2 separate regions of the Ovis aries genome follow, and region 1 is linked to region 2. A link is a contact called in public Hi-C data. All regions are on one chromosome and are shown on one strand. The core of a region is the stretch at or near the end of the contact, and the rest is flanking DNA. Distances in the headings are between cores, read along the strand shown. Region 1 holds the start of MAGI3 (membrane associated guanylate kinase, WW and PDZ domain containing 3). Region 2 has its middle 72 kb from the start of LRIG2.

What was found. Hi-C and Micro-C count contacts between places; a contact is called where the count stands out from the background.
Region 1: a Hi-C map of liver shows a contact between it and region 2, with 3 times the contacts expected there. The contact joins the promoter of MAGI3 here to the enhancer-like site in region 2. A contact is called at or near these places in 3 of 16 Hi-C or Micro-C datasets (liver and tail adipose tissue).

What each region holds. Positions count from the first base shown.
Region 1 is chr1:90,752,494-90,755,298 of ARS-UI_Ramb_v3.0, forward strand. MAGI3 (membrane associated guanylate kinase, WW and PDZ domain containing 3) reads left to right here and starts at 1,384. Exons shown (of 21, transcript XM_060412922.1): 1 at 1,384-2,219. The coding sequence starts at 1,904. LOC105609244 (a long non-coding RNA gene) reads right to left here and starts at 1,087. Exons shown (of 7, transcript XR_009599963.1): 1 at 965-1,087; 2 at 474-763.
Region 2 is chr1:90,535,352-90,538,051 of ARS-UI_Ramb_v3.0, forward strand. No RefSeq gene overlaps it. Among named protein-coding and RNA genes, the nearest start is that of LRIG2, 72 kb to the left of the region's middle. Within about 2 kb of position 1,405, at least 19 of the 54 cell types and tissues checked have an H3K27ac peak or open chromatin away from gene starts, as enhancers often do. A contact at or near this core is called in liver, where this site is marked.

The DNA of each region.
Region 1 (2,805 bases), core at 134-2,633, 220 kb after region 2:
TGAGGATGGATAGGATTGTTTTAAATAAAAAGACAGGGGAGAGTGTGAGCCAAATCAGGGAGGAGAGAAAGCTTAAGAAGAGGTGGTGAAAAATTAGTGCTGGATGGGCCTAACATGTCCTTTATTCACTGTAAGTTCTCTCTCCACCTCCTTTACAGGTGAGTGAACTTGAAACTGAGATTTGGTCAAGGTCAGATAGCAAGTAAGTAGCATGCCAGGATGCCAGCCCAGGTTTGCTAGCTGGTTCCTAATCCACATTATAGCCCATCTTCCTCCTCCACCCCCGCCCTGCCCCCGCCCCCTCCGCCTCCTCCCCCTCCCGCCCCCAGCAGGCTTGTCAGTCTCTTCTACTAGCCTGTGATCTCCTTGAGAACAGGACTTGCGTTTTCCTCACTCTTGAACCTCAGTATTCTAGCACAATGGTAAGAAGTACCTACTCCCTGCCAGGCACTATACTGATATTTTATAGGTACCTCATGTAATCTTTACAACAACTTCAGTTCAGTCGCTCAGTCGTGTCCGACAGTTTGTGACCCCATGGACTGCAGCACGCCAGGCTTCCCTGTCCATCACCAACTCCTGGAGCTTGCTCAAACTCTTGTACAACAACTTGGGAGGGTATAATTATCTCCACTTATCAGCCGAAGATGCTGTGGCTCAGAGAGGTTGTCCAATTTGAGGTCACACAGCGGTATGCAGGACTCTGTATTACCTTCCATCAACCAGACTCCGGAGTCTTTGCCTCAAAGGATAATAACTTTTGCTGAAGAAATGAACGAACGAGAAACGTTGACTCACTTTAAGTGGTCGGCTGTAACTGGCTACCCCGAGGCTCTGCCACCTCTGTCCTCGGACTCAGCACAACGCCTGCCCTCCAAAGTACCCCAGCTAGTCTCAGTGCCCCGAGAAGACAGGCGCCCAGGCTCCGCCCCTACCCCACCCAGCCCTCCAGCCATGCCTCCACCTCGGGGAGTTCGGCAGCTCTTCTATCCAAGTTTTTTCCTTGCTAGGGCCGCCGCACCGAGGGCCTCTCTCGGCCCTGCGTTCTGGAGCCAGTCCCACTCCCCTGCCCCTCCTTGCTCTCCCTGACTCTTGAAACTTTCTTCCACCCTCTTTAAACTTCAGTCATCCTAGTGCCCGCCTCCTTCACTTCCATCAGCCAATCGGTGGTTAGCATTCTCGTCGGGGATCCGCCCGCTTTCCTCCCAGGGCCAATCTTCAACGAGGGTGTCGAGTGCTTGGGCTCCTTCCCAAGCGCCTGGCCCGTGACGGCAGCGCGCCGGGCGCCGCGCGGCGGGAGGGGGCGGGGCTCTGGATGAGGGATGGGCGAGGGCGGGGGGAAGGGAAGAGGGAGGAGGAGGAGGTTGCGGCGGGTTTGAAAGCGGCAGTTTCCTGGCAGCTTGGGCAGGCGTTGGTCTCCGTGATCCAGCTCCGCAGCGGCCACGATCGATCCTGCGACGGGTCTACGCGCGCTTCTGCTCGCCCCCGACGGATTTTTCCCGGTTCCGGCTCTCCCGCTTCACCTCCCCGCCCCCCTGCTTCTGCCTTTCCCGCCGCTCCCGCGCGGAGCCTGGGGGCCAGCCGTCGGCTGTGACCCCGCCCGAAACCCCTCTGGAGCCGCCTGGGGACAATCCCCTTTTCCTTTCTTCAGCCTAACCCGGGTGGCCCTCGCGGAGCCCGGTCAGACCCGGAGATCGCCGCCGGGAGAGGTGTCCGAGGGGCGTCTTGGGGTTCGGAGCGGCCCGGCCCCCAGCGGGCTGTGGTCGGCGAGGGGGACGCCGGAGCGGCGAGGCCCCCCTCGCCGGGCTGCGCGGGCCGCCCGGGGCCCCCAGGCTGAGAGGGGGCCAGAGCGGCGCCCCCGCCGCCCGCGCGGGGTCTCCCCCATGGTGCAGCGGGGTTCGTGATGTCGAAGACGTTGAAGAAGAAGAAGCACTGGCTCAGCAAGGTGCAGGAGTGCGCGGTGTCCTGGGCCGGGGCCCCGGGCGACTTGGGCGCTGAGATCCGGGGAGGTGCGGAGCGTGGCGAGTTCCCCTACCTGGGGCGGCTCCGCGAGGACCCCGGCGGGGGCACCTGCTGCGTCGTCTCGGGCAAGGCGCCCAGCCCCGGGGATGTGCTGCTGGAGGTGAACGGGACGCCTGTCAGCGGGCTCACCAACCGGGACACCCTGGCTGTCATTCGCCACTTCCGCGAGCCCATCCGTCTCAAGACTGTGAAGCCAGGTACGCCGGCCCTGTCTTTCTGTTGCGGAGTGGGGGGAGTCCGGGGTGGGTGTCTGAGGAGCGGCAGCCCCACCCCACCGCTTATCATCCAGGGTAACCCTGAACCTCCAGGGTGTGCCGGACTCCCTGTCAACGGGGAGGGGTGGCGGTGCTGATTCCCATTTTGCGGGTAGGAAAACTGAGCTCTGGCTTGGGCGGGCTGCTCTGCTAGCTGTCACAGGATTGCCACCAGAAGCTGGGTTTCCTTAGTTCGTAGCTCCATCTCCCGCCGCAGTTTTTGACTAGAGGAAAACCCAGCGTTTTTCTGTTCTCCTTTGTGGACGAGGTTCTCAGGATTGTAGCATATTCTTTGGAACAGTCTTAATGCATTTTCTTATAGAGGAAAAGATCTTTATTGCTAAGGCACTTGGTGCCAAGGTTACCGCCTAGTGTACCTGAGAGAGCTTAGCTGCTTCAGTGTTTCTTGTACACTAGCAACACCTCGGAGCTGACAGCCTAACTCTTGTCAGCTCAGGTGGTTCAGGTGTCTGTGCACCGACGGTGTACAATATGCGATTTGTGGCAGAATGGTGTATTTTTTCAGGGA
Region 2 (2,700 bases), core at 155-2,654:
ACACTACTCATCTCAGGATCTCCCATCAAGATTGCTGTGAGCACTGAGTGAATTGTTGCTACCAGGAGAAGCAAACTAGCATGTGTGTGTGTTCAGTTGCTCAGTCTTGTCCAACTCTTTGTGACCCCATGACTGAAGCCCACCAGGCTCCTCTGTCCATGGAATTGTCCAGGCAAGAATACTGGAGTGGGTTGCCATTACCTCCTCCAGGGGATCTTCCTGACCCAGAGGACTGAACCCAAGTCTTTTGCATCTCCTGCATTGGTAGGCAGATTTTTTACCACTGTACCACCTGGGAATTCAGTTCATCCACCTTAGTTGAGAGTATAGGTGAAGGGAAATTTCAACTTCACTTTCTCTGGCTCCTTCAGCCAGTCAGCGGACTGCACTTTATCCATGACAAACAACTATAGCTTTTTAAAAATAGATTCAAAACATCATTCTAGTTTGCCTAAGGCTCCTCAGCGTTTACCCCATGTTTGAATTGTCCTTGGTGTGAAGAACGACCAGAAGCTTCTTGCAGGCAAAGATGCCCAGAAGCTCTGTGGGCATTCCATGGATACTAAACATAGTGCTATCTCCAAGCAGCATCAACTAGGACACTTTGATGGATAATGGGAGCTTGAATATTTTATGTATCTTGTTTTCCAATTATATTTGAGTTCAAAAAGCTTAGTAGTAGTAGGAAACTAAATTGCAGGTCTGGCAAAAGATTGAAGAGAAAAACCTAAAGTAAGAGTGTTTAAAAAAGGGATCCTTGCTCAGTTTGGGAGCTTTGGCTTACTTTTCTTGATACTCTACTACCATCTGGCTTGGATTTTCTTTAGAAAAAAAAAAAAAACTCTGTGCTGATTTTGAAGTATTGGCTTATCTTTGATGCCTCTGTAGATTCATCCAGCTACTTCTGAGTAAATGGCCCACGATAAATGTGTGTTCATGCTCAGCGTAGGGTAGCTGCTCCCAGAAATGTAAGCAGCATCAGCAAACTCTTCCTAAGAGGAGGGCTCATCTGCTGAAAAACTATTTTCCCAAGCTAGACAGAGAGTCTAAACTTTAGGGTAGGAGAGGAGGAGCAGATGGACTGGGGTCTAGGCTGCAGGGCAAACTGGAAGGTTTTCTTGGCCTGTTTGCTCTTCAGATCTAGAGTTTAGAGTATGAGATACAGTGACATTCTCACACTGGTCTCTAGTCATAGAGGAAACCCTGTCCCGTGAGAAGCTGAGACATTTTAGCCCTTGATTATCTCATCAGCAAGTGACAGGGGGCCTGGTGGAGGAATGATGGGGTCCTCTTGCCTGTCATCACTTGCCGTTTTCTTGCTTTTTAGTCCTTTGAACATTTCTTTTCCACCTCTTCCGGGCGGAGGCAAATGGTGAGAACCCACACAATCGTTTGAGCTAGAGCTGACCTCTAGGTGGCGCGTTAGCACAGAGAATGGTAGTAACTGGCGTCACCTAGGGCCTGTGTTTCTTGAAGATATTCATTATATAAGGGGATTCGTGGGAATCGGGCTTCATGGGATGCACAATAGCGGGGTGACCTGGCCTTTGTCACATTCAAGCTACGACCCAGAAGAGGTCGTTGGTGGAGCAATGCCGCAAAAGCACCTAGTCCCAGGCAACATCACACGGGTCTAAGTTCCTGCCGGGCAGAGCCCAGAGAAGCTCGGCCAGGTTGCAGGGTTTGAGTTCAGCCTGCTGGGACAGCGACTCAAGGGCTTCAGGTTTGGTCCCCTCACATCCAGGAGGCCTCACTCAGGTTTCCAGCCTCAAACTGAGCACTCTTGGTCAGCTGCCTGCCCAAGGTCTCCAGACATTGCAGACAGTTCCCGGGTTACAGCCCTTCCCTCCTCCCTGCACACCTCATTCTCACCCTCTGTTGTTTACCAAGCACTTTTCGCGGTGTGATCTCACTTGCTGCTTACTGACTCCCAGTGAGGAGGGGCAGGGTGCAGCCCTCCAGAGTGGGGCCTTCCCTGAGACCCCTTTCCCTGTCTGTCTCTGCCAGTAAATAAATCTTTGGGGGCCAACTACCGAATCCAACTTGGTGATTTCAAAGTTTAGCATGTGGTACTTCACACAGAGAGGTGCTCAAAATTGTTTACTGAATGAATATTTACAGTTGAAGAAACCAAATCAAGGGACAGTAGTAGAGTCCAGTGCAGAGAGCAGGGTTTCAGGCTCCTAGGACCAGCAACATTGCTGCACTACTAATTACATCACATGCTTTTCTAGTAAAAAATATAGGTTGCTTTTACAGGGACCCATGCAGATCTGTCTCCATGTCTGGCGTTAAAGAACATGAACACTATAATCTGGCTCAGGCCCTGGAGCCCCAGTCGACCATCTGTCAAGGGCACACCAGCAGATCTGAGTGAGTCTGGAGGAGTGACTGGCCTTTGTGTGTCCTTCCTTAGAAGCGTGAGGGCATGCTAGGCTCTCTGAGCTTCCCATCTATCAAAACCCTTCTGTCAGGAATTCCCTGGCAGTCCAATGGTTAGACCTCCACTCTCTTACTTCGGAGGGCCGAGATTCAATCCTTGGTTGGGGAACTAAGATTCTGTAAGTTGCACAGCGCAGCCAAAACAAACCAACAACAGCAAAACAAAACAAAAACCACCTATTTTTGGCTGTGTCAGGTCTTAGTTGAGGCACGTGGGGTCTTTGTTCTGTCATGAGAGATCTTCCATTGCGGCACATG